Linked DNA regions of Mus musculus: region 1 is linked to region 2. Evidence: chromatin contacts called from public HiChIP or PLAC-seq data. All regions are on one chromosome and are shown on one strand. The core of a region is the stretch at or near the end of the contact, and the rest is flanking DNA. Distances in the headings are between cores, read along the strand shown. Region 1 holds the start of Ptpn6 (protein tyrosine phosphatase, non-receptor type 6). Region 2 holds the start of C1s1 (complement component 1, s subcomponent 1).

Region 1 (6,987 bases), core at 626-3,125, 190 kb after region 2:
GCATGGCAGGCAAGCACTCACCACCTGAGCCACAGTCCCTAGACCTTCAGTCCTCAGTTTTAGTCAGTAACTTGTGAACAAAACTATTGAGCTAAGTTTGTAGGCACGAATCTCAAAACAGACTTTAAAACTGCGTGGAAGGTAGCTAGTGGCAAAGCGCTCACTCAACTCAGACAAGGCCCCGGGTTCAGGCCCCAGCAGAGAAGGGTGTGGGGATCAAGTTCGGAATCATTTCAACTGTAAATACACAGACACAGGACAGGAACAGGTACGCAGAGCCCCAGAGTCCATAAGAAAACCCTGAGTTAATAGGGGTTGCCAGTCAGTCCCTGTGCTATACAGCTAAGACGAGCCCCAGTGTAATGAATGAGGGACATTTATCTCCATAACCTTCCCTTTGCACATGCTCTGAGAAGACCACAAGAGAACAGCCAGCCCAGCTATGGGGGCCGTGTCTTTGCAGCACTAGTTGGGGATATCCTGAGGGTCTCCTTAAGTCAGATAAGCCTGGGCCCTTCTCTACCTGTGACCACCTCAGCGACCTTGCTTTCACCAAGCTCTGTCCAGCCCCACCTCAGTGTGATGCTGAGAGAAGTCCCTGAGTACCCCAGTACCAGTGGACCTCTAAGACCTTATTAAGACAGGGACCTAGAGCCCCAGGCTGTGTAGAGGGCTGGAAGAAGGCACCAGAGTTCCATGGTAGGACAAGCTTTCTAGTAATAGGGCCGACCTGATGAGAAACACCAGAGACAAGGAGTGGCCTCTCTGTTACTCTCAGGATGAGGTTGCTAGGCAGCAGGAACCCTGCAGGAAGGCAAGGGGAACCCTTCTCTGGCTTCCTCAGGGGACAGGGGATTGGTTAGATACATGGGAATCATCAGCCTACAGAGGGAAGAGGCTGAGAACACTGAGAGAACAGGTGTGGAAGATCAGGGATGAAGAACGGACTGGGAACAGAAGGACACCTGGTCTGGATGTCCACTTATCTCAAGGGACAGGGCCAACCTGCAATGCCCCTCACCTCTCACTGGTGGGGTCCGAGCAGTTCAGTGGGTACTTAAGGTGGATGATGGTGCCATCTCGGTCCTGCAGGATGCCCTGCTGCTGCGTGTAATACTCGACCAGCTCTGTCAGCGTCGCAAACTTCTCCCCTCCGTACAGGTCATAGAAGTCCCCTGAGTTCTGGATCCGAATATGAGTCACCTGATCATCCACCCTGCGAGGCACCACCAGGTAGTGAGATACATGAGCAGCAGCGGGGTGGGCTTGGGGGGACAGGGGTCTCGATGCAAAAGCACATAGGCATGGAGTAGACATAGACAGTTATGGGCACATGCTAGGGCGACAGGCAGGGACAGAAGGGAAGAAATGTATCATGAGGAGACAACACAACCCAGGGAACCCAGGAATGCTCCGGACCCACACAATGAGCTGCCAAGGTGCAGGGAGGGCCACCCACCTGACTGAGAGGGAGAAGTCACCCTGGTTCTTGCGGCTGGGCCGAGCCAGGAAGCTCCCAGGGACTCCCCGGCCCTTCAGCAGGGTCTCTGCATCAGGCCCGCTGAGGTCCCGGTGAAACCACCTAAAAGTGCACAGGGCAGTGAGGGAATATCCCCAGGGCTCCAGCCACCCTTGTTTCCTATCCTCCATGGGTCCCAGGCCCTTACCTCACCATCCTGGGGTTCTCACTGAATTGGCTGCAGAAAATGTGGAGGGAACAGTTTGTCTGGGCAGGCACGTACAAACTCTAGAGATGAGCCTCAGGCAAGGCTCTCAGAGCCCAGGCCTCCAAAGCCAACCTGCAGTCCTGCTCCCCGGGCTACCACTCTACTGGCCTGGGGCAGCCAGCAGGGCGGAGACAGGAAGGGGCGCGGCCGACCCCTTAGGGGAACTCACTAGAACTTCTCTTTTCAGAGCGAGGGAAGAGGAGCTGGAGGGTGGCAGGGTGGGGGAGGGCCCACTTCCCACAGTCTGCCAACAAAGGCACAGGGGCAAGGCAGTAAATATTCATGACTCAAGAGGTAAGGCACACGTGTGGCAGGTCAAGAGTCACGCACAGTGAATATCCACATTATCAGGTCAACCCTTCCTCCTCCAGCAGCTGCCTCTACTCAGAATTATTCTTAGGCACAGTCTAATAATGATCGTGTGCAGTGGCACCGTCATTTAATGGAGTGTCGCAGCCTGCCAGACTCATTGCTACAATGTCATTTTCATGCCTCCTGTGAGTTACAGGTCACCAGGGCCTCATTCCTCAGGCACTATCTTTATCCCCACTTCACAGACAAGGAAACTGAGGCCAAGAAGTTTGAGGAATTGCCCCCAGGTCTTACCCTTAGTGAGTTGCAGGATTCAGACCTAAATAGTTTCAAAGCCAATGACTTTTGAATTCTGCTTGCCAGCCCTCAGGACCCAAAGAACAGTAGTCAATAGACTCCTTGTCCAAAGGAGATGCTATCATCACAGCTGAGAGCCCCCACAAAGCAACCTTGTGCAGCTCTGTCATCATGGGCCTAGGCCTCCTTCCTATACCCTGACTGTCAGCAGGGAGGGGTGGGGTGGGAAGGTATCTCCTAAAGGTTAGGGTTTATGGCCAGGGTCCCAACAAGGGCAGACGCTCACAGGGAGGGCTTTAAACTTTAGGAGCGCTCAGCCTTCAGGCTTATGGGACCTTGTGTATGTAAACCCCAGGATGAATACAAAAAAAGATGCAAATACTACCAAGCCAAGACCAGAGGGGAAACAAGCTGCCCAATTTATATTGGTATCTTCCTTAGCAAGGGACACAGGCTGCTGGAGAAGGGAGATGGGACAGAGCACCTTATATCTTTTAAGGGTTTATTGTCTGAGGTGTTTTGATTGGTTAGTTTTGGTTTGTTTGTTTGTTTGTTTGTTTGTTTGTTTTATAATACTGAAATTAGAACCCCAGTCCTAGCTGGGCATGGTAACCCATGCCTTTAATCCCAACACTTGGGAGGCATAGGCAGGCAGCTCTCTGTGAGTTTGAGGCCAACTTGGTCTATACAGTGAGTTCCAGGATATCTAGCGCTATATAGTGAGACCTGTTTCAACAACAAGAACAACAAAACCAACCCAGACTCTCAGTCCCTTAAACAGTGTGAGGAGCATCCTTGGGCAGGCATCCTTGGGCAGTGTACATCTTCCACCCTATTTCTTTTCCTTATTCATTTGATTCCCTTCACACTTCTGCAGTCCTAGGGTTTGAACTTAGGACCTCAAACTCGCAAGGCAAAGGCTCAACCACAGAGTCACACCCCCTGTTAGTTCTCTTTTTACTTTTTTGGAGATAGGGTCTAGCTAAATTGCCCAGGCTAATCTGGAACTCACTCTGTAGCCTTGAATTTGTAATCTCCCTGCCTCCACCTCTCCAGTAGCTGGAGGTTGCCACCACATCTGGCTCCCTTACACTTCTTTAAAACTGAATGATGCGGCTCGATGGTAACATAAGGCCCTCTCTCTGCTCCAAGCCCAGTAGTTTCATGAGTGAGTGTATAGTTAGTTGTATGCTTAATATTTATTCACAGTATATAGTCATATCTCAAAGTATAGGAGAAGTAAGAGACGATAAAACCCAAACATGGCTAGAGTGTGGCTCTGTGTAAAATGCTTGCTTAGCATTTGGGTGGGAAACCCTGGCCTTCACCACCAACAGTCTTGCTGGATGCCATGTCACACATCTGTAATTCCAGCACATGGAAGACAGAGGTAAGGGGATGAGAACAAACCTGAAGCCAGCCTGGGCTTCATAAAGAGTTCCAAGCCAGCCAGGGCTATATAGCAAGCCCCTGGTGTGTGTGGGGGGGGGGGGGTGGGGGGGGGGGAGCTGGTTTTGTTTTGTTTAACAGTCTATGACGAGTACTTTATCATTATTGAAAACATCAAATATTACTTAACCTTCCTGCCTCTCTCCCTCCCACCCTCCTTTTAGGCTTTCTCTTCTTGCTAATACCCCTGAAAATATGCATGCTTGGGTATTACATTAAGCAAGATCCAGAACTCCGATAGACTCAGCTCATCCCAAGCGTCAGGAAGACCACATACAAAGCTTGTTCCAGCAAAGGGAGATCCGTAGAACAATATGAACGAACCAGTACCCCCAGAGTTCATGTCTCTAGCTGCATATGCAGCAGAAGTTGGCCTAGTCGGTTATCAATGGGAGGAGAGGCCCTTGGTCTTGCGAAGATCATATGCCCCAGTACAGGGGAATGCCAGGGCCAGGAAGCGGGAATGGGTGGTTTGGGGAGTAGGTCAGGGGGAAGGTATAGGGGACTTTGGGGATATCATTTGAAATGTAAATGAAGAAAATATCTAATTTTTAAAAATTCAGGGCAGGGGGGAGATCTGCCAACATCTGAGCTTGCCTCCATCCCAACCTTCAGGGTCATATCTAGCAAAAGACTCGTGACTTCACTTAAACAGACATGATTACAAGTATGCACGCCCCTCATGCCGCTTACTCTCTGCCAATGACATATCTTGTATAGAAGCACAACTCACACATATCCCACCATCTGGGTTCACCCATATCCATCCCTTGCTGGGCAGATCCCCAACACAACAGGCACACAGGAAGGCCCATACTGCTTGGCACCATACTAACTGCACCAGTACGAAGACTCTCTTTCCAGAATTAAGCCCACTCTGTGGGAGGGAGCTCACGAGGCACCTAATACTTCTGACCCCTGATGTGTATCTAAAGGATGTCAAGCCAGAAAATGTAGTGCTCTAATAAGACGGAATACACATCCTGTCCCCAGGCAGGAAAATAATAACAGTCTTCCAAGAAGCAAGGCACAGGGCCTTTGACCACCTATGATGTTGGGATTTCGTCTTTGTTTTAAGCAGACTTAAGGAGGCTGACAGTCCTAAACATAAATGCGTGGTGTCTAGCAGAGAAAGAGATTCCTTTGGGAAGCAAGAGATAAAAGAACACATCAAGGTCAATGGTGATGCAGGAAAGAGAGGCCCTGGGTACCTACCAAGGACAAAATACCACCATTATATGGTACTAGAATTCTCTGGATCTTGGTATTTCTGCCCGATAAATGAACTTCACAAGGTTTCCTAAATTCAGACCTAAAAAGCCAATAAAGCAGCCAGGTGTGGTGGCTCATGCCTGTAGCCCCAGTATTCAGGAGGCTGAAGCCTGGGACAGAAGGCCAAATGTGATGGTCCATGCCTGCCCTTGGGAGGTCTTCCTCGACGACATAACGGCTACGTGGCATAGCTTCATGTCATCAGCTTCAACATTTTACCCTGGATTCTGTCTTCTGATTCTGCATCTGCAGGTTCAGCCAGCTATAGACAGAAAGTATGCTCCCACTGGGTAGGCACAGACCCTTTTCCCTAGCCACAATTTCCTCAATACTACGATACAATGATTTGCATAGTATTTACATCGTATTAGGTACTCAAAGATGATAAAATCCACAGTAGTATAGGTGTGGGTTCCATGCAAATACATTTGTATAGTTTGGTATCTTCCAGTCACTCTGGAATCAATCCCCCATAGACTCTGGCAAGTGACTGTTTTCTGTTGCTGTGTAGCCTCGGCTGTCTTGGAACTCATTCTGTAGATCAGGCTAGCCTGGAAGTTAGAGACCCGCCCGCCTCTGCCTCCTAAATTCTGGGATTACAGGTGTGTGCCAGCCAACTCGGGGCTTTATGCCTGCTAGCCAATAACCCTAATCTTTGTTTTTATTATTTATTTAGACGACATCTTGCTGTATGTGGCCAGGCTAGCCTCAAACTCAAGATCCTCCTACCTCGGCCTCTCCTGTCATCCTACACCACTCTTCCCAGCTGAGACAACTGTATCGCTGTTATTGTAGCATGACAATCCTGTTTACTCGTGATGTGACTATCCCAAGTTTAGAAACAAAAGTGAAAACTGAAGGCTCATTCGGTAACTTGCCCACAGTCACGAGGTTCCAGTGAGTGGGAAGGTGAAAAAAACCCAAAGCTGTCTGAGGCCAGAGATCTGTTTGCCAACTGCACCATCAGGCTTTAAGGAGCTGCCGGGTACCGAAAAGCCTGGAGATGGAGATGGCGGATACAGGTCACCCCCACGGGCAGATGGACCAAGACACAGAGGTGTCATGGAAACCGTGCACTTGGGTTGTTCGGTGTAAGCAGAGCAAAGCAGCTGAACCAAAGCATGCAGGGGCTGGACCCCCGAAGCAGAGGTCTTCCAAGTCCAGGTTAAAGAACCAAGAAAGGTTCTATAATGGGAGATTCCTTGTCAAGGCAGATGGGAAGTCTCGGCACCACCCCCGGGCCGGCAGGGACGAGATACACACCGGAGGAAGAGGGTACACAGAAAGAATTGAATGAGTATGAAAAGCCAAACTCAGCAGGACCCCTGTACAGACCACCCACAAAGTCACCAGAACTCTCTGAGTGGGCCTTCACTACCCAAACTCCACCAGAAGTCTAAGGTGCCCATGGCTTTCTTCTTGGGTGAACACACTATCCTTTGCCCATTTGTCCCCAGACATCACTCAGCTCAGCTCAAACATCATCTGGAAGCCCTCCCTGTCAGCCAATTATGTCTCCAGAATACATCACTTGCTGCTTCTTTTCCTGCGTGTTAGTTAGTTAGTGCTTCGGCCATCTGAAATAATCCTAGTTATTGCCTGTGTATTCACTCTGTCATCTCTGGCTGGAATGCCTGCTCTCTAAGCAGAGATCATGTCTGCCTCATATTCATATTACCAACAAACATCGTCATCAGTACCTGTCCACCATGTCTGCTCACCATTCATCTATCAAAGTTTGCTTTCTTTGGGGAACAGTGAAAGAACCAAACTGTCTGTGTGTGGGGGTACGTGGGGTGTCTAGGAATGGAAGAGCTTTCTCAAATGTGCCCTCAGACTGCCATGTCTGAGGTGATGCGAGCTACACAAGGGGGAAAGAGATCCTAGACAAGAGGCAGAAGCAGGAGGACCACAGGCCAGTGGTTAAAAA
Region 2 (6,212 bases), core at 1,734-4,233:
CTTTTAATACAGAGTCTTCTGTAACCCAGGCTGCCCTTGAATTCCTGATTCTCCTGCCTCTGCTTAGGACTGGAATTACAGGTGTGTGCACCATGACAGAATTCCCAGCCCTCCTTTTAATTTTTTTTTCTTTGAAACAGGATCTCTATTTATATACCCCTGGCTGTACCAGAACTCACTCTAGAGACCAGGCTAGCCTCAAATTCACAGAGATATGCCTGCCTCTGCTTCCTGAGTGATGGGATTAAATTAGCATTTCTTATTACTATCCATGCCCGTTTATGTGCATGACAGAGGCATGCCAGGGCAGACATATGAAGGTCAAAGGACAAGCGTATAGCGTTCGTTATTCCTTCTACCTTCTCATGGAACCTGAACTCTAATGGGTGGTTGTATAGCAACCATTTCACTGACTGAACTGTCTCAACAGCGTTCTCTTTACTTCTGATAGGAAGACAGGTTCTTACTAAGTTGCCCCTGTTGACCTAGAGTTGACAGTTCTTCTGCTTCAGCCTTCAGAGTGTATGGGATTACAGTCCTGCACCACTGAGACCAGATCCGTATCTTTATAGGAAGACCATGCCGACCACACTGCAGAATTGAGGTGAAGGTTGCATTCATGTAAGCAAGCCTCCTGATAGAGAACCATTTCTCAGTGGTTCTCAGTCTCATTATCTGCTTTACCACCACTAACATGCGATAAAGTCACACAAAGGCAAGGCAATTCCTAAGCAGACCCAGGGCAAGTCAACATTCATTAAAGATGTAAGCAGCCCGGGGGCAGTGGCACAAAGCTGGAGTCTTGGAGTGTCCACCCATGGCTGCATAGCCAGACTATGACTCAAAGAGAGAAAACAGAATCCTCATTTCATGCACTGCGTGGTCCTTTACCTGCCTCCCATCTTTTAGTTTGATCCAGATGTCACGTACAGACGGATGCCTTACCTATGGCAGTGTAGTATGCTGCAAAGCCCGTAAACCGTTCTTCGTTGGAGAAGTCTGAGGTAAAGACCACCTGAAGTTTATTGTATGGGAACTGAAACTCTTCTATAATGGGGGAGTTGGGGCTCTTGCTGGTCCTCTGGCCACAGAGTCTCCCTTCCTCGATGTCTCCTGAGATTATCTAAGAGAAGAAGGAAATGTAAAACTGAGAATGGGCAAAGAGAGCAGAACCTTTACTCCCGATCTCCAGCTCCGTCTGTCTGTCCGGTCTGTCTCCCCCACCCCCACCTCATGTTCCCCCAGTGCTGGGGACCAAACTCAGGGACATGTCCTTGCATGGCAAGTACCCTGCCATTGAGCCATGCCCCTACCCCATAGGACGGCTTGACAACACACAGCCCCCTAAATCCTCTCATTCCTCCATCCCCCCCCCGCTCCTCCCATCCCTCTCCCTCCTGTGCTGTAATATACCTGCACTGAGTCGTATGCACAGCTCTCTGACGGCTCTATGTCCACATGGGTAAAGTAAAGGTGAATCCCAAACCCCTCTGGGACTTCAATGTCCCAAGATTTCACGACGTCATTGGGGTACGCCTGGGGATAATTAGGGGACAGGATCTCCCCATGCATGGTGGGCTCAGCAGAAAATGATGCCAAAAGAGAAAACAGGACCAAACACCTGGAAGAGGAAAAAAAAGTCACACAGAGGTGGGAAGCCGGGAACCGATGGCTTCATGCAGAACTCTGACCGTTAGGCAGCCAACATGTCATGGAATAAACAAATATATACAGAATAAATAAATAAATAATTAAAAGTCAAGGTTCATATCTGAGCTCTTTCTAGAGAAATGGGAAATCACATACAACAGGCCTGTGTCTAAGTCCAGCACTCTGGGGACAGAGGAAGGGTGATGTTACGCCAGCTTGGGCTGCATAGTGACACACTGTCCCAAAACTGTGAAAGAGAGAAAAAAGGTAGAGATGGAGTCATTTCTGTAGATACCTGATCACTTACCACATCCCTGGCGATTTGCCCATGGCTCTCTGGCTCTCTGGCTCTCTGGCTCTCTGATTTTGGAGGTAAAGGGCAGTCAGCAGTCCTGGCTGTCTTTATCTGACAAATACAGGTGCTTGCTTTGGTAGTGAGGGACCACCCAGGGCTCAGTGTCACCTTTGAAAGAATACCATAGAAATAGGTACCTGTCAGGAATGGTCATCACATGATACCATGACACCCTCCCCAGTGAGATTTAGACTAACTTCCCAGACCAGCCCTCAATTAACCCTGTCCCCAAACATCTTCCAATATTCCTACAATTGAGTGAGGAGTTTCTCCCTGTCTTTTGTGTCCTCCTCCACCCACTCCTGGCCCCTTGCATCGGTCTCTGCATTTCCAAACAGGCTGGAGCTTCCAGACAGATCCTCTCCCATTCAAGCCTGCCCCCTTTGACAAGCTATTACAGGTGTTGCTTCTGCTGGTGGCCCAATGGCCACTGAAGGAGGAAAGTGTTTCCTTCAGTAGGGACAGGAAGGGACCTTGGGAGACGCTAATCAGAAAGAAAGTATGGCCGGCCGTGTGGTGATAGGATGCAGAGTGCTGGAAAAGGGAAAGCTGAGAAAAGTCAGGACATTCAGATATGCTTTCCCTTACTTTTCTCGAGTTGGTTTGTTTTGTCCTTTGCTTAAAGAGCAAGGTATCTTCCCATAGTTCCCAGAAAAGTCTTTCACAAATTGCCTCTGACCCCTGAAACACTGCTGTGTGAAAGGATGAGGCTGTTGTGGGGTGGGGCTGGGTCCTACATGTGAGAACCCGTGTCTGTATTCTGACCTCTCGCTGAGCTCCTTCCAACCCTCCATCTTTGCTCCAAACCTTACTGTACATGGTTCCTTGTCTTTCCCTCTTCCTTCATCAAAGCTTCTCTCTTTAAGGCTTGCTCTTAAAGTTGTTACCTTCAGGAGCTGATGGGAACAAGTGGGCCAGCCTCCTCTCCTGCCTCTGGTCATGCAGTTAAGCCCCTGCAGCTCCAGAGGGAGTGGCCTTTGCAGGAAGCTCCTCCCCACCTCCCTGTTCTGTTTGCTCTAAAGATTCCCTAAGGGAGTGTGTTTTTGCATGTCCAAAATTCCCTGTTCCAAACAGAGGGGGCTGGGAGATCACAATCTAGTTAAGAGTAATCAGCCTTGATCTTAGAGTGCCCTCTGCGTTTAAAACAAGAACTGCACCAGCTTTGCTGGGCTGAGAGGTCCAGAGCAAAAGGGGGGAATGGGGAATTTTGAGATTGCCTAATTCTCTCTTACAGCCAAAGGGTGTGTTTCAGAGCTTTTGAGGAAGTCAGGTGATTTATCTTCTTAAGGAGGGAAGGCTTAACAGGAGGGACGAAAACTAAACTCAGAAAGTCCAACCCTCTGTGTGATTCATGAATCAAAGGAAGAGAGTCATCAGAAGTAGAAGCCATTGTCTGGAGGCTCTAGGAGGCAAGATAGCTCAGCTTAGAAAGGTACCTACCTCCAGGCAGAAAGACATGAACTCTACATCCCCTGGGACCCACATCATAGGTGAACCAACAGTTCCTGCAAGCTGTCTTCTGAGAACATGCCAATGCAATTCTTTCTTTAATTAATACATAAATGCAACTCATCCTGCCTTCGAGACAATTTACACCTAGACGGCATGTGCACTCAAAGTTTCTTCGTCCCGAAAGTCCCATCTCAAGGCTGGGCAAGGTGGTTAATGCCTGTAAGTCCAGGAGAAGAATTTCTGAGAATCTGAGTCTAGCCTGGACTACATAGAGAATATCAGGCTGGCTAGTTCTGTATAGTACATTTGTTTCTTGTTTAATTTGATGCACAGCTATGACCTCAGTACTTAGGAAGTGAAGCCAGGAGCTATCAGAAAATCAGGGACAGTCTTTCTTTATATAGTCATTTGGAGGTCAACCTGGGCTACCTAAGATCCAAAAAGGCTTGCCTAATGTTGTTTCTCCAATTCTAATACATTTGCCCTCAAGCATCATTCTAAGTCCATTTGGAAATTATTTATTAACAAAGACATGAAAAGATGGTTCTGAGGTGAAGAGCACTGCTGTTCTTCCAGAGGACCCAGGTTCAAGTCCCAGCACTGGCATGGTGGCTCACAACATTTTTTTCTTTTCTTTTTTAAAGATTTGTTTATTATTATTATATGTAAGTACACTGTAGCTGTCTTCAGACACACCAGAAGAGTGCATCAGATCTCATTACGGATGGTTGTGAGCCACCACATGGTTGCTGGGATTTGAACTCAGGACCTTTGGAAGAGCAGTCAGTGTACTTAACCACTGAGCCATCTCACTGGCTCACAACTTTCGATGTAATTCTGGTTCCAGGAAACCTGACACCTTCTGGTCTCTATGGCCACCAGGCATTCATGTCGAACACATACATATATGCAGGCAAAATGCTCATACACATAAAATCAAATAATTAAATCTAAAAGAAAAATTTTAAATAGTAATGAACGTTGCTCTTCCTCCTCCTCCTCCTCCCCCTCCCCCTCATACACAGAAAGAGAGACAGAGAGAGACAGAGACAGAGAGAGACAGAGAGACAGAGTGAGACAGAGACAGACAGACAGACAGACAGAGACAGAGAGACAGAGAGAGAGGGGGAGAGAGACAGAGAGATATGGGGGCATCATCCCCCCATTAGCACACTGCCCTTTGGCTACTGAATATCATTCTTTAAAAGAAGGGTATCCCTGGGAAGAAACATGGAGGGCTATGTATCTCTAAACCTGCTGCCAAGCCTGCAGTAGGGCCCACTTCATCCAGCTCCAAGTGTGGGACAGGATGGGGCTCATGGGCCTGCCTGTGGAGTTAATGTGCTCAAGTCCTGGGAGAGCCCAAGATGCTCATGCCTGCGTTCAAGGCGGTGGCCAAGACCAAGACCAAGCCACAGATAAAAACTGCTAGGTCTTCACACAAGAAGAAGAGACTACCAGCGAAGTCCTAGTCACAGAGCTCTCATGGTGGGACCACCCTGGGAGACATGACAATGTTAAAAACAGAGACTCTTATGACAGATCACAAGGACAGCAATGGCTGTTTCAACTGAGCGACCTTCCTATGCCTCTAAGCTCCACAGGTAGGCCTTTCAGCCACCCCACCACCACCACCGCCACTGCCACATGCTTGAGAGGCAAGCGTCCTCTCTCTGAGAGCTGGGAGATCAGGGAAGTCGGTTTCCCTGTCCAGTCACTGTGGAAGAGCTGGGGCTTGCACACTTTCATTTTCCCCTCTCAAATACAGTACAGTAGAATCCTCTCCATCACCCACAGCCCTGCCCCCATCCCAAACCCAGTGTCCAGCTGGAAGCATGTTCCTGCCACAAGGCAGCCATCTAGTGTTGAAAATTAAAACATGGCTTAAAAAAAAAATGCTTAAAAAGAATCTTGCATTTCTTGTAACCTAGGTTTTACCTATCAGCCCTGACCCTATCCAGTGCTAGGAAACGCAGTGTCCTCATTCGGGGTCCTGATCCACCAAAACGAGTACCTACAGCTGTGACAGACACTCAAACGTGTCTCTTCTTTGAGAAGCCCACACCTTTCTCCTTGGTGTGTCTATTTCCTTCCTCACTGCCGCTTATACTTAAAATAAGGGTTTACAAACTTTTTTTACTGTTTTTATTTATTTGTTTATTTCTTGTTTTTTGTTTGTTTTTTTCAAAACAGAATTTCTCTGCGTAGACCAGGCTGGCCTCAAATTTGGAGGAGATCTGCCTGCGTCTGCCTCCCACTTGCTGGAATTAAAGACTTGTTCCCCACCACTACCACCACCAGGGTTTGTTTTTTGTTTTGGATTTTGGGTTTTTTTTTTTTTTTTTTTTGAGTGTTCTGGATTCCTTCCTCTGTCCCTCCCCTTACCCTTCTCAACCAGGCTGCCCCAAACTCAGATATCCCTGTGCCTCTGCCTCCCACAAATCTGTGGTTAACCACCAAAATGAGCTTTAAAAAGGAAAAGAAAAAAACCACTTTTCCAAAGAACTCCGTTTCTATTTCCTGCTGTCTTGAAATTCTGATCCTCGGGGGCTCTGAAGCCATCCCCACCTCCATGGACACTCTTGGGTGGAACTTTTTGGTTTCTATTTTAACCTGGAGCCCAGTCCTCAGAACCCCATCACTGGTTGGGCAGCTCCACCTCATAGAGCATCTTCTACAAAAGAATACTCTCTTTTTTAACCTTTATTTCTGTGTGAGTTTTATTTATTTATGCCTTACCTTACTACATACATTT

The links. HiChIP or PLAC-seq counts read pairs in DNA pulled down with a chosen protein or histone mark.
Region 1: an H3K27ac HiChIP or PLAC-seq map of microglia shows a contact between it and region 2, with 4 times the contacts expected there. The contact joins the promoter of Ptpn6 here to the promoter of C1s1 in region 2. A contact is called at or near these places in 3 of 39 promoter capture datasets (hippocampal neurons, liver and stem cell-derived epiblast-like cells), 3 of 115 datasets of contacts at active chromatin or transcription factors (bone marrow-derived macrophages, microglia and pancreatic cancer cells) and 3 of 9 other capture datasets (adipose tissue, liver and pancreatic islet).

What each region holds. Positions count from the first base shown.
Region 1 is chr6:124,731,279-124,738,265 of GRCm38.p6, forward strand. It overlaps Ptpn6 (protein tyrosine phosphatase, non-receptor type 6), which reads right to left and starts at 1,876. Exons shown (of 16, transcript NM_013545.3): 1 at 1,668-1,876; 2 at 1,460-1,582; 3 at 1,022-1,216. The coding sequence starts at 1,675.
Region 2 is chr6:124,539,376-124,545,587 of GRCm38.p6, forward strand. C1s1 (complement component 1, s subcomponent 1) reads right to left here and starts at 2,984. Exons shown (of 12, transcript NM_001097617.1): 1 at 2,893-2,984; 2 at 1,958-2,113; 3 at 1,414-1,621; 4 at 946-1,123. The coding sequence starts at 1,980.